Regions from separate parts of the Triticum aestivum genome. Here region 2 is linked to region 1. Evidence: chromatin contacts called from public Hi-C data. All regions are on one chromosome and are shown on one strand. Each heading gives the region's core, a stretch centred on a gene start, on an enhancer-like site or on the middle of the called end of the contact. The rest is flanking DNA. Distances are from core to core; before and after follow the strand shown. Region 1 holds the start of LOC100037540 (serine carboxypeptidase 2-like). Region 2 holds the start of LOC123190882 (ribosome biogenesis protein NOP53).

What was found. Hi-C and Micro-C count contacts between places; a contact is called where the count stands out from the background.
Region 2: a contact with region 1 is called in a Hi-C map of leaf, with 4 times the contacts expected there. The contact joins the promoter of LOC123190882 here to the promoter of LOC100037540 in region 1. A contact is called at or near these places in 3 of 5 Hi-C or Micro-C datasets (leaf and an unstated tissue).

What each region holds. Positions count from the first base shown.
Region 1 is chr1A:75,150,661-75,158,224 of IWGSC CS RefSeq v2.1, forward strand. It overlaps LOC100037540 (serine carboxypeptidase 2-like), which reads right to left and starts at 2,669. Exons shown (of 5, transcript NM_001405073.1): 1 at 2,132-2,669; 2 at 1,486-2,036; 3 at 1,164-1,390; 4 at 58-163. The coding sequence starts at 2,519. It overlaps LOC125146376, which reads right to left. Exons shown (of 5, transcript NM_001405074.1): 1 at 7,441-7,564; 2 at 7,120-7,327; 3 at 5,824-6,343; 4 at 5,076-5,144; 5 at 3,629-4,385. The coding sequence starts at 7,506. The coding sequence ends at 3,887. It also overlaps the pseudogene LOC123190859.
Region 2 is chr1A:75,661,909-75,669,503 of IWGSC CS RefSeq v2.1, forward strand. It overlaps LOC123190882 (ribosome biogenesis protein NOP53), which reads left to right and starts at 4,622. Exons shown (of 11, transcript XM_044603612.1): 1 at 4,622-4,934; 2 at 5,458-5,648; 3 at 5,730-5,825; 4 at 5,964-6,044; 5 at 6,228-6,338; 6 at 7,016-7,122. The coding sequence starts at 4,715. It overlaps LOC123190870 (mitogen-activated protein kinase 14), which reads left to right. Exons shown (of 10, transcript XM_044603602.1): 4 at 58-117; 5 at 678-827; 6 at 898-1,053; 7 at 1,155-1,366; 8 at 1,728-1,829; 9 at 1,930-2,090; 10 at 2,213-3,028. The coding sequence ends at 2,496.

The sequences.
Region 1 (7,564 bases), core at 1,419-3,918:
TCAATGATTCTATTGATGTTACTGCTTTGCAAAAGAGTTGAGTGGGACGATGCTGACCTCCTGGTCGTCATACCAAGGGTACCAACTGGTGGTAGTTGGAAGACCCAGAGCGCCGATGGAGTACCTCGTTGCTGTCAAGGGGACTACCGCATCCGTGTCCCCGCTGCGAAATAAACACGACAACATCAATGTCAATGCCTACGGAAGGTAAGTGAAATGTGCGACCGGCAGCGGCTGATAGATCAACAACAACGCTCAGCTCCCTTGTCTTTCTAAATGGAAACACATGTCCCGTGGGCATCTTCTTTGCATGACAGCAACCTAGCAAGTTGCAAACTTGAGAGCTGCGGACGCGAATTATGTCAGGAAAAGTGATGCCCGGGGTCCAGTTGGATCCTGATTTTGAGCTGACGGGTCAACAGGGGAATGTAATGCATAAATGTGGATAATTCATCTCTACTAGGTGTTAATTCGGATGGGTGACTTCTGAGTGAGTGAGTTCATTAAGTCAAAGCAGTGCATTATCTGCGGTTTCTCTTGTTAACTGGCTGATGATGTCTGATGACTCATCAGTGATGTACATCAGTGCACCTGTTGTCATTCAGTACTGTTTTTTTTCTTCAAAAAGTAGGTAGGTACGTTTTTTCTTCTGAAAAGGAGGTTTAGCACAATATGTGTTATTAACAACGCCAAATTTATATGGAAAAATTATCAACGTCCACAACAACCAATCAATTCAATTAGAATCATCATAGAGCATATGAACGTCATGTATAAAATGGAAGACAACAAAATGTCCAAAAATTCAAGACAAATCTAATCATTGATTCAGATGCATCATGTATAACCCGATGCATACGCGAATGGCATGGGATGTCAACCGATATATTCCTGATGAAGTATCCGCAAATTTCGTCAGAAAGAGGGGTTTACCCTAGCGAAACAGTTGATAAGAGAGCACCGGAGCAAATGTGTAGTATTAATAATAGTAATAATATAATTTATTTACTACCTCCGTTCCGAATTACTTGCCGCACGTATGGATGTATCTAGATGTATTTTAGTTCTAGATACATCTATTTCTGTGACGAGTAATTTGGAACGGAGGGAGTAGTTAAGAAATGCTGGAATGCATTGCTAAACTGAAGCAGGGATGATCTGACCTGAAGACCCAAATCCTTAGGCCAGCTGCAATAAGCTCCCTGTAAATGGGAAGCATGGACCTCGGAGCATCATGCCAGTGGGTATTAATGGTGTCGCTGCACGTCGACCACGTGTAGTTCATAGCGCCGGTGACGTTGGCGTGGAGGGCTGTCTGCACGTCCCGCCGGTTGTAGTACGCCGTCGAGTACCGCTCCGTGCACGGGTCGTACGATCCGGTCAGCCATGGCTGCAGCATATATAAGCACGGCGTTTCGTCACCTCAAAAAGCAGCATGGGGGACAGCGACGCACGCACGCACGGAGTCTGGGTCGGGATGCTCACGTAGCGCCCTCTGGACCGCCGTTGCTGGCTCAAGGAGGAGGAGGAGGAGGAGGACGACGAGGTGATGTTGCAGACGGGCGTGTAGAGGCTGTACATGTCGATGTTGCCCTGCTCCGCCGTGGCGACGTCCGTGGCGGCGTCGCACGCCGGCGAGGGGTGGATGAAGGAGTCGTGGAGGCAGGCCTCCCTGAGGCGTTGGTAGGTGTCGTCGGAGACGAGCCCGTGGTTCCACCAGAACTCGAAGGTGCCCACGTAGTCGTGGTAGTCGTCGATGAGGCCGTTGCCGACCATGAAGCCCTTGAAGTTGATGGCCGGGTTGCTCGTCCGGTGGACCAGCTGCGACAGCTCCGGGACGTAGTGCCCCGCGTAGCTCTCGCCGGCGATGTAGACGTCGCGGTACTTGTAGTGCGGGAACCTCTCGAGCCACTTCGCCAGGAAGGCGTACGAGTCGTGCGCCGTCCTGTTGTCGCCGGAGGTGTAGATGTCGGAGGTGGTGTTGGTGTAGGAGAACCCCACGCCGGCCGGCGAGTCCAGGAACAGCACGTTGGCCACTGCAGGTTGTTCACAATTCATTCCCCGCCATTAGAAGCGCGGCAGATAAAACAGTGAGCTGCCGTCGATCAAGCAATAGCGACTGGGCACCTACCTTTGTTCCAGCGGTGCTCGTTGAGGACGAGACCGGCGCCGCGGGGCGTGACGCGGAACGCGCCGAGCTCCTCCGACGCGCCGTACGCGACGGAGGAGCAGCCGGGGCCGCCGTTGAGCCACAGCACGAGCGGCGCCGGCTGGACGTCCTCCGGCGCCTCCTGCAGCAGATAGAACAGCGCCCGTCCGGCGCCCTCGTCCACCGTGATGTACCCGGAGTACATGTCGAAGTCCACCGCCGGCTGCCCGGGCAGCCGGGCTATGCGGTCCGCGGCATGGCCGCTCGGTTCCACGGCGGCAGCTGGCCGGAGGAGGCACGCCAACGCCGCCAGGAGCACCGCCACCGCGGCCACAGCTGGGGGGAGACGACCGGTCATAGTTCTCATCATGCTTACTGAAGAAACTGTGGTACAGTCGCTTGCTTGCTTGCAGAGAAGCGGGAATACGGTGGGAATAAATAGAGGGTTTGATTGACGTCGTTGTTTGGTTTGGACCGCACGCTTTGCTGAAGTTATCTTCTTTTTTTCCTTTTGATGATTGATTGATTTCAGTTTTATCGAGCTAGCGTGACCGCGACGGAGAAAGAAATTAAGGGGAGGATTGTGACATTGTCAATTCGGTTTCCAGACGGTCAGAGGAAAGGGACAATGGAGGATAAGAAACCGCATGGGTTGCCTGGAAGCAAATTCTGGGCAGCTTGTGATTTCGTTTCTAATCATGGGCATGATTGGCGCGTGTAAGATGATATGGGTTTATATGAATATTAGATGCTGGTGATTTTCCATGCGGGGATTTAAAAGACTGGTTTTGGATGGGTTGTGTATGAAAGAAAGGATACGAAATCAAAAGGCTGGTGTCTTTTAATGTAAGAATGTTTCATTATGCATTGTGAGTGGGCACAGAGTATCAGCGTAACTACCACGGAAACAATAGATTAAGGGAAGGATTGTGACATTGTCATTTCGGTCACAAAGACGGTCGAGGGAAAGGACATGGAAGATAAGAAACTGTATCGATTGCCTGAAAGCAATTATATAGGGCTAATAGTGCGTTTCTAATCTTTCTCTTCTACTTTCGTTTCTAATCCTTGGCATGATGGCACGTGAAAAATGACATGGATTTGCATAACCGCTAGTGATTTCCCCGTGCATTGCTATGCGAATTTAAAGAGTAATCTTAGATGAATTACGCATGAAGGAAATTGGTATAAAATTAGAAACTACTCCCTCCGTTCCAAATTACTCGTCACCACAGTTGCAACAATTAAATTGAGGCATACAACCTTTAATAGTAAGTAAATAAATAATCTTCAAGGCACGACATATGTCTAGTAACAAAAAATAGACATGTTTAATGTGGTCAGCATGAGCTGCAAATTAGTGTTAGGCAATGGCATGTTAAATAGTAACTTCATTAATTTGCAGTATTGAACAAAACTTTTGGCGGTTGAAACTTTCTAACTAATCATCCCAAGGTTGCTATGTCAATAGACCATCAAAATGATGTCATCGAGAAAAAATATAACAAGAAATACAAAGTATATTGATCATTAGCTTAATTAACGTTCAGAACAGGCAAAATCTATCTTCCATATACACTGAGCTGCCAGCAAAATTCTGTACAATTTACAAAGTTGCGCATTTTCTATGAGGCCCTCATGAATCATGAAGGTATTTGGCACTTAGTCCTACAGTACTGTACTCCTGAACCAAAAGGTGAATCGAGGTGCGTCAAGTTACAGCAGTGTAGGAACAGCTCATGCAAACCTCAAAGCAGTGATTGCCAGGAGACTTACGGCCCTGAAGAGAATATCGTTCATGCTTCTTTGTATCTTCACGGCAACCTCATCCTCCAACTTTGTGTCAACCGGGCCTCTGAATACACTGGTGATTGTGTCCCGCAATCCATTTACCGCATGGGAGAGCCAGAAGAGCCCAAACCCAACGCCTGTGTGCAGAAGACGGGTGGCGGCAAAAGGAGTCCTCCCGCCGATAGCAACCTTGCACACGACCGACAGAAGAACAGCCAGGCCAGTTCCAGCAATGCCAATTGAGCACTGTGTCAACAGTTCAGTGATCTCAGGGCCTGCTTTCTTCAGTGAGAGAATTGTCGAGCTGCTTCTGTCCTTGTCCAAAAGGATTGAGAAAAAAGCTTCGCTGGCATGGAAATAATTGTTCTGATACATGTCACGTTCATTGATGGTTTTTCCTTTCTGTTTCTTCTTCGATGGAGATTTTGCTTTCACATTTGCATTGCTGAGTATCATAACAGAATCATATTAACATGTGCACATGACCTTGGATACCGTATAAACAAAAGGTGCAATTCGCAATTTGCCATATCACAGTATATAAATTTCAACATGAAATAATTTCCATGTGCATACTCAGGCAATTCAGTAAGGTTCACCTTCCAAGTTCCAAGGAATTGGTCCATGCAATGGTTATCCCGGTAAAATAAATTAGACAGCTGGGTTACCAAACTATCCATTGTGATACTACTGGTATAGCGACCATGCTATTTGGTATATAACGCAAAACTCACCAGTACATCAAGGTGTATATTTTAAAGTGGATATTCAAACAACGATGGCTTTGTTTCAAATGGTATTTTCTGTTTTCATAGGAAAATCTTAATACAAAATGCTAATTCTTTCTTTTGCACTTTGTGGGTGCATATGGGTCAAGGACTCCGCATTTAGATGCAACTAACATGTCACAATCGGAATTTGGAAGGAATACAAAAATTGTCACACTATATGCCTAACCTATGGTGCAAGTGATTACCAAAGTAGTAAACATCAGGGAGGTATATGCTGTGGTAACCAGCAGGTCAAAGAATAAACATAGCAGCATCAGAGCTAGGCATGGAAGTTACCATAATTGAGTACACCATGAGAACAACAACATAATGAAGTAATACATAACCAAAGAAAGATGCACTACCTTTTTGGAGCATCAACTGCGGTGCTTGCTGATTTTGAATTGGATTGACTACTATTTCGGCCCCTTTTCCTGTTGTGCAAAAAAAACAAAATTCTATATCATGTAACTGACAGAAATAAAAATGGTATGCATCCTGATAGAAATGTTATTTGTTAGGATATAAATTATTAACCATAATATTTTGAAGGGGTACAGAAATCAGAAACAATGGATAATTACTTCTAAACAAATCGTTGTCAGGCAGAAGTGCAGCCTCTAGATCCAAGGGTAATATAATACTCGAGAGATAATTTTAACATTGCATGCATTCAGTAGTTTCTACTTCTGTATGGCTATAGTAAATCCCTCTTCTACGATAAGTACATAATAGAGACAGTTTCCTAGTTCAAAAAGATAACATATGTGGCATGCATCCTGCTGAGCAGGAATGATTCCAAATGTCCAGTTACCCACGTGCCAGCATGTGCAGCTGACTAGGAATGATTTAAATACGACAATGTCATGCAAACCGGACGTAACTAATGGGCCAGCTGCAGCAAGTTCACACAGGATACATATGCTATACCAAGTTATACCAACTCTATAACTTTCGCTCAGTAATTGAATACGCCAATAATGACAAAATAAAATGATAAGGAGTCCATTCCCTTATACGAGAGTGGGGACTATGCATAACATAAACCTTAGTGAATGAGTGAATAAGATGAGGAAAAGGGTTCACATGGAGCATGATGCTTCCAATTATTACCTGTCGAAGTATGGAACTAAATATGCAGCCTTGCAACCACTTGCTTCTCGTTTAGGTACATTGAACTCTAAGAAAACCGAAAGTAAGTCTCTCATCTCGTCTCCACTGCCAGTGAAGATGACCCGGCCATTTTCATCTATAGCAAGGGCACCTTGGGACTGAGCAAATTCCAAAAGTGGATCAGGGATGATAAGTTGATTTTCTGATAGATACTGCAGAGGCTCCTCCAATCCAAACTCATAGATGGATAACTTGTCATCAGGGATGATAAGTTGATTTTTTGCTAGATACTGCAGAGGCTCCTCCAATCCAAACTCATAGACAGATAACTTATCATCAGAGAAATATGGTTGACCACCCATATTAGCTGATAGCATCTGATGTCCCGTAAATTCAGTAAGCAAAGAGGCATCAAGTTCTTTGACATCAGAACCTGACATTAGAAACTTTAGGATTTTCTCTTGCCTTGCACACTGCTCAGCAATCCCAAGGCTAAGTCGAACCGAATCGGGGTGGGAATCTGTTACAAATAAATAAACAGGAGCCATCAGAGATTGAAACGCATGTAAAACTTGACTTTTACGGTGGATAAACTATGAACCAAAGGATAAACCACTTAGCGAAAGTTCATAATTAACCTTGGCCAGAACTATGTGTATTATAGTGCCACAAACAGCCAACCTACTTGAAAAAGGCAGTGCGAGTCCAATAGACAACGTTTCACTTGCTACACAGACACAGCAATTGAAGTGTAAAGGAATGTTTTTGTGCCACTTTTGTAGACGACGCGAAAAAAAAGGTAGTATCAGTTTTGTAGACCACAAGCTAAGGCTCATGCAGCATGCTTCTTGTTGAATGCAGTGCAACTTCAGTCGACAATCTTCTGCGTGCAGCACAGAACAAAGCAGTCGACGTGTACAGGTTTCTTTTTTTTGGTCACTTTTTAAAACCTCGAGCCACGGCTCATGCATCGTGCTTCTCGCTTCTTTAAGTTCACAATCAGGTACCTTTAATTATTGCTGCGTTCAGTAAATCAGAATATAGTTGCTGTTTACAGCAGAAAAACAGGTTCTCTTGGAAAGAGAGTGCACTGCCTAACTGTAAGTGCTACTGTCACGATTTGACGCCCGGGTGTAACCTCTAATGAGGCAAACGTTAAGCTCATGAGCCACATAGGCTCTGAAGCCGTCTGGTGCAGCATCCAATGATCAAACGAGGCAAAATATAGCAGCATGCAGCATCATATTCAGGAGACAGGGCCAGCCAGGCCGTAACGGGTTTGTCTGGATTGCGAACCTTGCACGTCGATGAGCGCGGCGCTGTCGAAGGTCTGGTAGGCAGCGGCGGCAGCCTGGCCGATCCCGGGGACCATCATCTGCAGGGGCTGCTGCGCCTGGTAGGCGCCCTCGAGGAGGTGCTGCTGCGGGGAGAGCTGCACGGCGGCGCTTCTCCCCGCGTCCTGCTGGGACCTCTTCCCCTGGAACGGCAGGACGCCATGGAGCTCCTACACAAGTACACAACCACGTCATCATCCCGTCACGTACGGCGGCAAATCGGACGCGAGCAGAGGCTGACGCAGGCGGTCCGTAGAGGCTGGGCGCGCGCGAGGGAGCGTACCTTGGAGGGCGCGAGGATGACGGGGGAGGCGGAGGCGGAGGCGAGGAGGGAGAGGTCGCCAACCATCGCTCGCGAGGAGCGGATAGAGAGGGCGAGAAGAAACTCTCAACGAGAAGGGAGGTGG
Region 2 (7,595 bases), core at 3,372-5,871, 510 kb after region 1:
ATTTCTTTTGGCTACTCAATATCAATAACAGCAGCTAATTTCTTATCCTGTTTTTAGGATTATATCGCAACAAGGTGGTACCGAGCACCTGAACTATGTGGATCTTTTTTCTCCAAGGTTTGTATATGTTAAATTTCATATGAATCATGGTATCAACAGTATTTTTCATTATTTTTCCCTCATATGAATCTGATTTACTTCGTTTAATGTTTAAGGCTTTAAGGGTGCTGCAACTTTGTGACAGCAAAGCAAAGTAACCTCCCCCTGGCATTTCCTTAGTAGTTCTTTTCCTATTTCATATCAGGTTATGTTCTAATATATATTAGCTATGGGAAACAATGCCAATCAGCCAGCATGGTTAAAAAATAAATGTTTAAGAACACATTCCAACATCTGGCACAGTTTATGTTTTTTTTTTGTCTTCCACCCTCAACGGACAAATATTTTTTAATGTGCATGTTTTGATGTTCAGGGTAATCATATTGCTTCAATGTCATTCAGGAACGACCTTGTTTTCTGTATTTCTTTTTGCAAACCGAATGATTAAGCTGTCAAAGGAATAAGGGCACCTCTAGTTGTAACTCAAGTACTCTATGTCTAGGTTTGATTAATCCAGCTATACATATTCTGGAATATCTGGAACGCTGTATAACATTATGTTCTTCAATTTCTTGCAGTACACACCAGCAATAGATATATGGAGTATTGGATGTATATTTGCGGAACTTCTAACTGGCAAACCTCTTTTTCCTGGGAAAAATGTGGTGCATCAACTTGATATAATCACAGATCTCCTGGGAACGCCTGCTCCAGAAACAATTGCTAGGGTCAGTATGGTTGGCATAAAACAGTGTGTTGTTTCCAATATAACCTCTGATGTTTATAGCTATCCTACAGATTCGAAATGAGAAGGCCAGGCGCTACTTGAGCAGTATGAGGCGGAAAAAGCCTGTACCGTTCACGCATAAGTTTCCAAATGCAGATCCACTTGCATTAAATTTGTTAGAGAGAATGCTAGCATTTGATCCAAAAGACAGGCCAAGTGCTGAAGAGGTAGTTTGTTTTAGTACCATGCCTGCCAGCATTTTTTCCTGTGTTTCTTCTTTCCTTGTAACCTTGAATACCATTAGCTAATGTATTAGGCATGTTGACAGGCTCTTGCTGATCTTTATTTCAAGAACATTGCGAGTGTGGATAGGGAGCCTTCTGCACAGCCCATTACTAAGCTTGAGTTCGAGTTTGAGAGACGAAGAATTACGAAGGACGACATAAGGGAACTCATATACAGAGAAATTCTGGAATATCATCCAAACATGCTGAGGGAATTCCTTGAGGGGGCTGAGCCAACTAATTTCATGTACCCAAGGTGCGAAGTTCTCTTTCAATACTTTAACATCGTGGAGTGCCTTGTTTAATTCCAGAGACAATGCAGTGACATTATTCTTGGTCAGTCTAGTTCTACAGATTTTTTTTGGTATCATTAATGTCTGTGCAGGTTCATGAATAAATATCAAGTGTTTATACACACACTATTATGGTTATTTTTCTACTCTTTTGGTGATGGTGATATTGATAAATAAAGCATGCGGAAATTGTTTTTGTTTATTGTTGATTAGGTAGTGCATACCTATTCTGTGTTCTTATTTGTTGCTTGGAGTCAGTCGCGCACTGCATAAGATACTGACCGATTCATCGATCTAACATTGTTTGCTCTATTCGGATTTCAGTGCAGTAGATCATTTCAAAAAGCAATTCACATTCCTTGAAGAGCATTATGCAAAGGGATCAACAGCAGCACCGCCTGAGAGGCAACATAATTCATTACCAAGGTATGATATTGACTTTGCTTTAACATTGTATGATGGACTGATGTCACTTTAGCCACAAATTGGAAGTGTGGTTCTTGACTATCTAGTTTTCTGTTAACAGGCCGAGTGTTATCTATTCGGATAACCGGCCACAGTGTTCAGATAGCCGACCACAGGGTGCTGCCAACATTACGGATGATCTTTCCAGGTGTATAATCAGAGATAATGCACAAAAGCCACGCAGAGATCCTGCTTCAGTTGGTGCAAACAGAGTTCCTCAAGGTAAGCACCTGGGTCGTCCAATACTTTTGAATCTGCAAACAAGCCTGCATGACTGTATCCTTAACTGTATCTATCGGGCCTTGTAACTCGAGGGTAACTTGATACACCACTTCATCATACAGGTGCTGCCGTTGCAAGGCCTGGTAAAGTGGTTGGTTCGGCACTTCGTTATGGTAACTGTTCAACATCTGGTACTGAGCAATATGAACAGCGAAGGGTCGTCACAAGCCAAGGAATTGTTCCAAACGGTGTTCCTTCGGGCAGCTCATACCCTAGAAGAAATAACACCTGCAAGAGCGAAACAGGTGAAGCTGAAAGGATTGACGTGAGCCAAGCTGGGCCACCAAAGCCATATACCGGAAATAAACTAGCTGCAACCGTGGATGGCCGCAACGGGCACTGGTAGGCTGCTGTGGCAATGCCAGAAAATCCTTGCCATTGGATCAGGAAGGGTTACTCATTCCAAGGACACACCTTCAAACATGCCATTCTGTACAGAGTTATATTATCTGTCATGCTTACTTCTCCCGGAGACGATAAAACTGTATGTGAAGTTGTTGCGGCAGGCTAGTCTCCTGTTAAGCTCAACTCTGGTCTGGTTACCTGCAATTGGGTAGATCCAGTTCAACTGTTCAACAAGTATAACCAAAAAACTGGAAACTTTGAGTGGCATTCGCGACAAAGGACTGTTACTGACCTGACTGATGGTGTTCCGCAATTCGTTTCTCCAAGCTGGTGACCCTGAGGGAGGTTCAGAGAGCCCACTGTACACTATCTAATGTTGTAACACGGAGTTTAATTAATTGACTTTAAAGTATGTTCTTGTTGCTTGTAGTCTGTCATCCAGCTGTAGTGTCGAACTATTGAACACTGCTATTTCTGATAACACATTATTTGGACCCTGCTCGCTATTGAAACCCCAGGTTTTTTGTGCGGAATTTGTAATGTGATATGCAGTAAGTTAGTAGCCCGAGCAAAACGGAGTTGCGACGTATGTTTCCTGAATTGCGCAACATGTTTACTGTCCTGTTTTTCAAGAAATTACATAGTGCCTGGTTTGTAGCATGTCCAGTAGAAGCTTTCCTGGTTACCGATGCTTTGGCCCACCTCCAAATCCATTAAACTGTAGCGTGCGAATGGGATGCCCCTGTTTTGAATGCATTCTCTTTTTTTTCCCTTCATAAAATTCATTTGAAATTCATGTATTTCAAATATTTACTGCATATTACCGGAAAAAATCTGTTTGGGAAAACATGAGCAATCACTAAGGTCACTCGGTTGAAACTGCAACAAATTGTCATGCATGTGTAGGATGGGAGCAAACTTTTACCAAAAACACTTGCATAACAAAAACACAATGTTTGAAGTAGATACCATTGAGTCATTGCAACACGTCTCACACCCGAGTTTGCAACATGTCGAGAAAACGTTTGAAACTTTGAAAAATTGCAAATCACTAACCTTATTTTTAGCATCGACTTTGCCGGATTGAACTCGTTGACAACAAATCCATCTCGCCAATGCCCCACTGAATCTAACACCCTTGGTCCACCGTCTCCCCTGGGCTTGGCATGGTGAAGAATCTTGAATCTGAGCTACATCGTGGTTGTGTCCATTGCGACACAGTGAGCTCCAAGGACCACCATCCGCAGCGATGGAAGACAACAACGAGGGAGCGGAGTGAGCAAATCAGGATGGGAGAGGTGACATGTGGAAGGAGAGAGGAAGCTGCTTTTGCGAATGAGCGACGTGACCCAACTGATCCATTCACTCAATCTGTTGGCAGGCACATATATTCTGATAGGGAACATCGCAGTTGTATCTAATCGTTTTCCAACATTTGGATCCAAGAATTTTTTTTAAAAAATGCATGGTGTGTGTGTTCCCTTCTAAGTCCATCTTTGGTCCACATGATTCTAAAAATGCAGGAAAGGGAAAACGCGAGGATTGAATAGGAATGCGTGTGTAAAACAAGGATTGGAAAACGTAAGAATTTTGCACACTTGGATGTTTAGTCCACAGGAATAGGAAAAAAACATTGGAACTCAAAACAAGGATTGAAAAACGTAAGAATTCTGCACACTTGAATAAATATAGTCAAATCAAACTCAAAACACTGGGAAAAGGTATAATTAGCATGCTATTATGCCGCCAAGGAACTTAATCGTGTTCTTCATGCGTAGATTTTTTTTAAAGTGTCCAAGTGAATTATGGAATTCCTGCAATTTTTTGTCTGAAACCGAGACAGGAGGAAAATTTCTTTCATTTTCTTTGCTATATTCTTTTATCTAAACCAAAGGCTTAAATAGTGTCACCATAACGGCACGCCTAGTAAGCTATAAAAATAAATAAATAGTGTCACCATAAGAAAATTTCCTATTGTGTGTTTCCTTCATTTTCATGTTTTTTTTGAAACAAACCTTCATTTTCATGTGAACCAGAGAAGGAGGCCTCATAGAGCCGGTCCCACAACTCGGGGACCCCACCTGGCAGAACACCAGCCCTCTCCAAATAACCCAACCCGACGAAGGCCAGAAACCCTAATAACTTCCCCGCCTCCCTCCAAGACCCTTCCCGCTTCCCCGAGGCGGCGGCGCGAGCGAGCGAGCGAGCAACCGGCGGCGATGGGTAAGGCGGCTAAGAGCTCGCGGAAAGGGAAGAAGGCGTGGCGGTCCAACATCAGCACCGACGACATCGACGAGTTCTACGAGAAGCAGACGCGCGACGCCCACGCCGGCGCCGCCGCCATTCCCTCCCTCCCGTCCGGCTCCCTCTTCTTCGTCGACAAGCCCGCCTCCGCGTCCACCTCCTCCGCCGCCAACGCATCCGACCCGGCCCCCAAAGGTCGGTCAGTCAGTCAATCCCTCTTTGTTCTTCTGCGTGTTAGTTTGAGGTTTGGTGGTCTAGCTCCGGACTAGGATTGAGGCACCAGTCGCGAATTAGAGGCTAATATAAAGTTTGTGATACCACTAGAATGCAGTGACGTGAAAAATGCTGATCATATAGTTTTGTTAGTTTTGTTAATCTAGTTACCTAATGTTGTAGCTGCTCCTTTCAATGTTAAGCACTTGGTACTTGGAATCCTTGATGGAATTGTTTACATTAGTTTCATATTGGGGCTCAAAGTATGCATCACTGCATTATACTCCCTCCGTCCGAAAATACTTGTCATCAGAATAAGCAAAAGGGGATGTATCTAGACGTATTTTAGTTCTAGATACATCTCTTTTTATCCATTTTGATGACAAGTATTTTCGGACGGAGGAAGTATGTTTGATGTACTGAATCGTAAAAGTTGCCATGTTCAGTAAGCTGCAAAAGGTCGTCTAAATCACTAGTGGTGCTGAACATTTGTTGCTGTTTGTAGATGTTCCTGTCAAAAGGAAGATTGAGAAAAACAGGGAGAAGGTCCTTCACCATGAGAGTGTGTTGAAGCGGAACCCTTATATACAGACGATTCCATCTTCTTTGATGTCAAAGAAGGATAAGAAGAAGTTCAAGAAGCATGCAAAGAAAAAGGAATTGCAGGAGTCACGGGAAGAAAAAAGTGTTCCCATGGTATTAACTGTTGGAGAGTTGTGCAACTCCTTTTCTCTTTGAGGCCCAGCTTGCTAATTGCTGGATTTATTTCGTTTACAGGAAGAGGATTCAGCTGAGAAGAACCTCGACATCTGGGGTGGAGATGCTAAAGGGGCTGCTTTGCCCAAAAAAGGAATGAAAAGGCTTAAGAAAAATGTAAGTCTGAATGCGCAAAGCTTGCAGTCATATTTGTGCAAATTTGCAAACATATCTTCTTGCCAAATGCTGCACCTGGTAGCTTCTGCATTTTTATAGGTCTTAACATGTCTAGGTTTAATGGATTACTTCTTGCAGAAATCTACCACATCTGTGATTCCTGCAGTTGAAGTTGAGCCTCAAGGATGTTCATTTAATCCTCCACATGAAGCCCATCAAGTATGTGCTTGAAGATATGTTCTAAGTTCAGGATATTTGTAATATTATCCACTTCTTAATTCTAAGTTCAGGATATTTGTAATATTATCCACTTCTTAATTGCTAAAACCATTGGCTGTTGGATGTCTGGGTGCTTTTAATAATAAGTTCTTTTACTCATGTTGTTTGTGTTGGTGTTTGTAGGACGCTCTTGCTCTAGCTGTTGCTGATGAAATGCGCAAGATCTACACGAAAGAGTTAGGCCCCACACCAGTGCCACTTACTGTTCTTGGTCAAGCAGTAGCTGAAGAAGATGTAAGTTCTACGACTGCCTTTACACATAGCCCCTCTAGGAGATGACTGGAATTTGGACAATATCCCAACCTTCTATCTGCTTTTGAATACTTACTCACTTGTTATATTGGTATATTGCTTCTGATGAACATAGGCATGCACTATGATTTTTTTAGAGACTTAGGTTCCAAGGAAGTGGACTGTTGTATTCTCGCAAGTCTACCTTGCACCAAGTAATAGAAAAAAAATCCTTGTAATTCTATTGACGGAGGTTGTCATCCAGGCAGAATTAACATTAGTATAAAGACTGAGATTATTCATCTAGTCTTTTTAAGGTGCTATCTTACTATCTTATTGTCTAGTTCATTCTGAGATTTTTCATTCTAGTCTATAGGGGTGTTTCGTAAGTATATCATGAAATGACAAGTTATTTGATTCACATATATCCATACCCAGGTTCGTGCCATCTAGGCTGTAACGAGCTATGTAAGCAATGTAACATGAATTCCATTTTTGCAAGTTGTGTTCTGCAAATCATATGACCTGTATATATATTGGAATTTTATCAAAACCATTTCGGAGTACTTGTCAGCTGCTGACTTTAGTCTCGGAACAGTATGTATCGTTCCATGCTGTATTACTGGATTGTGTTCTTGTGATTCGACATGCTTATCCCTTTTCTTTCACCTGGCCTGCAGAAATTTTTTCTTGATGCTGCTGATGATGGAGATGCTGCTGTTGATGGAGATGTAGATGCTGCAGAAGGTGATAAAGACCAGGATGCTGATGCTCTAACTGGAGAGAGGTTACACTCGACTATGTTATGAAAAATATATAGTTATTATGAAATAAAGTATTTTGGCTTAAGTACATCATACTTCTATCCTCATGGCTTTTGTGAGTAGTACTCCCTCCGTCCGGAAATACTTGTCAGGTATCCATTTCCCCGACAAGTATTTCCGGACGGAGGGAGTACATGTTAATGATGGTTGAAGCTTAGTGTGACACCGCCATTCACTATTTTTGACATGTTTATATATTATGCAATTCTGCGAAATGAGTTAGTTTTTCAGAAAGTTGGGTGCTGCTAAGTGTTGTCTTATTCTTCCATTGGTAGCATTAGAAAGCTAGTAGAGTGCAGGAGGATTGCAGCTCACATTTTAGAATCCGATTGGAAGATTATGTGCTTTTTCAGACATACCTTTTTGACGTTTCAATTTAGTTGGTTTGGTGTCAATTTGCAAAATATTATCGGAATAGCTGTTGTGTCCGGTTTAT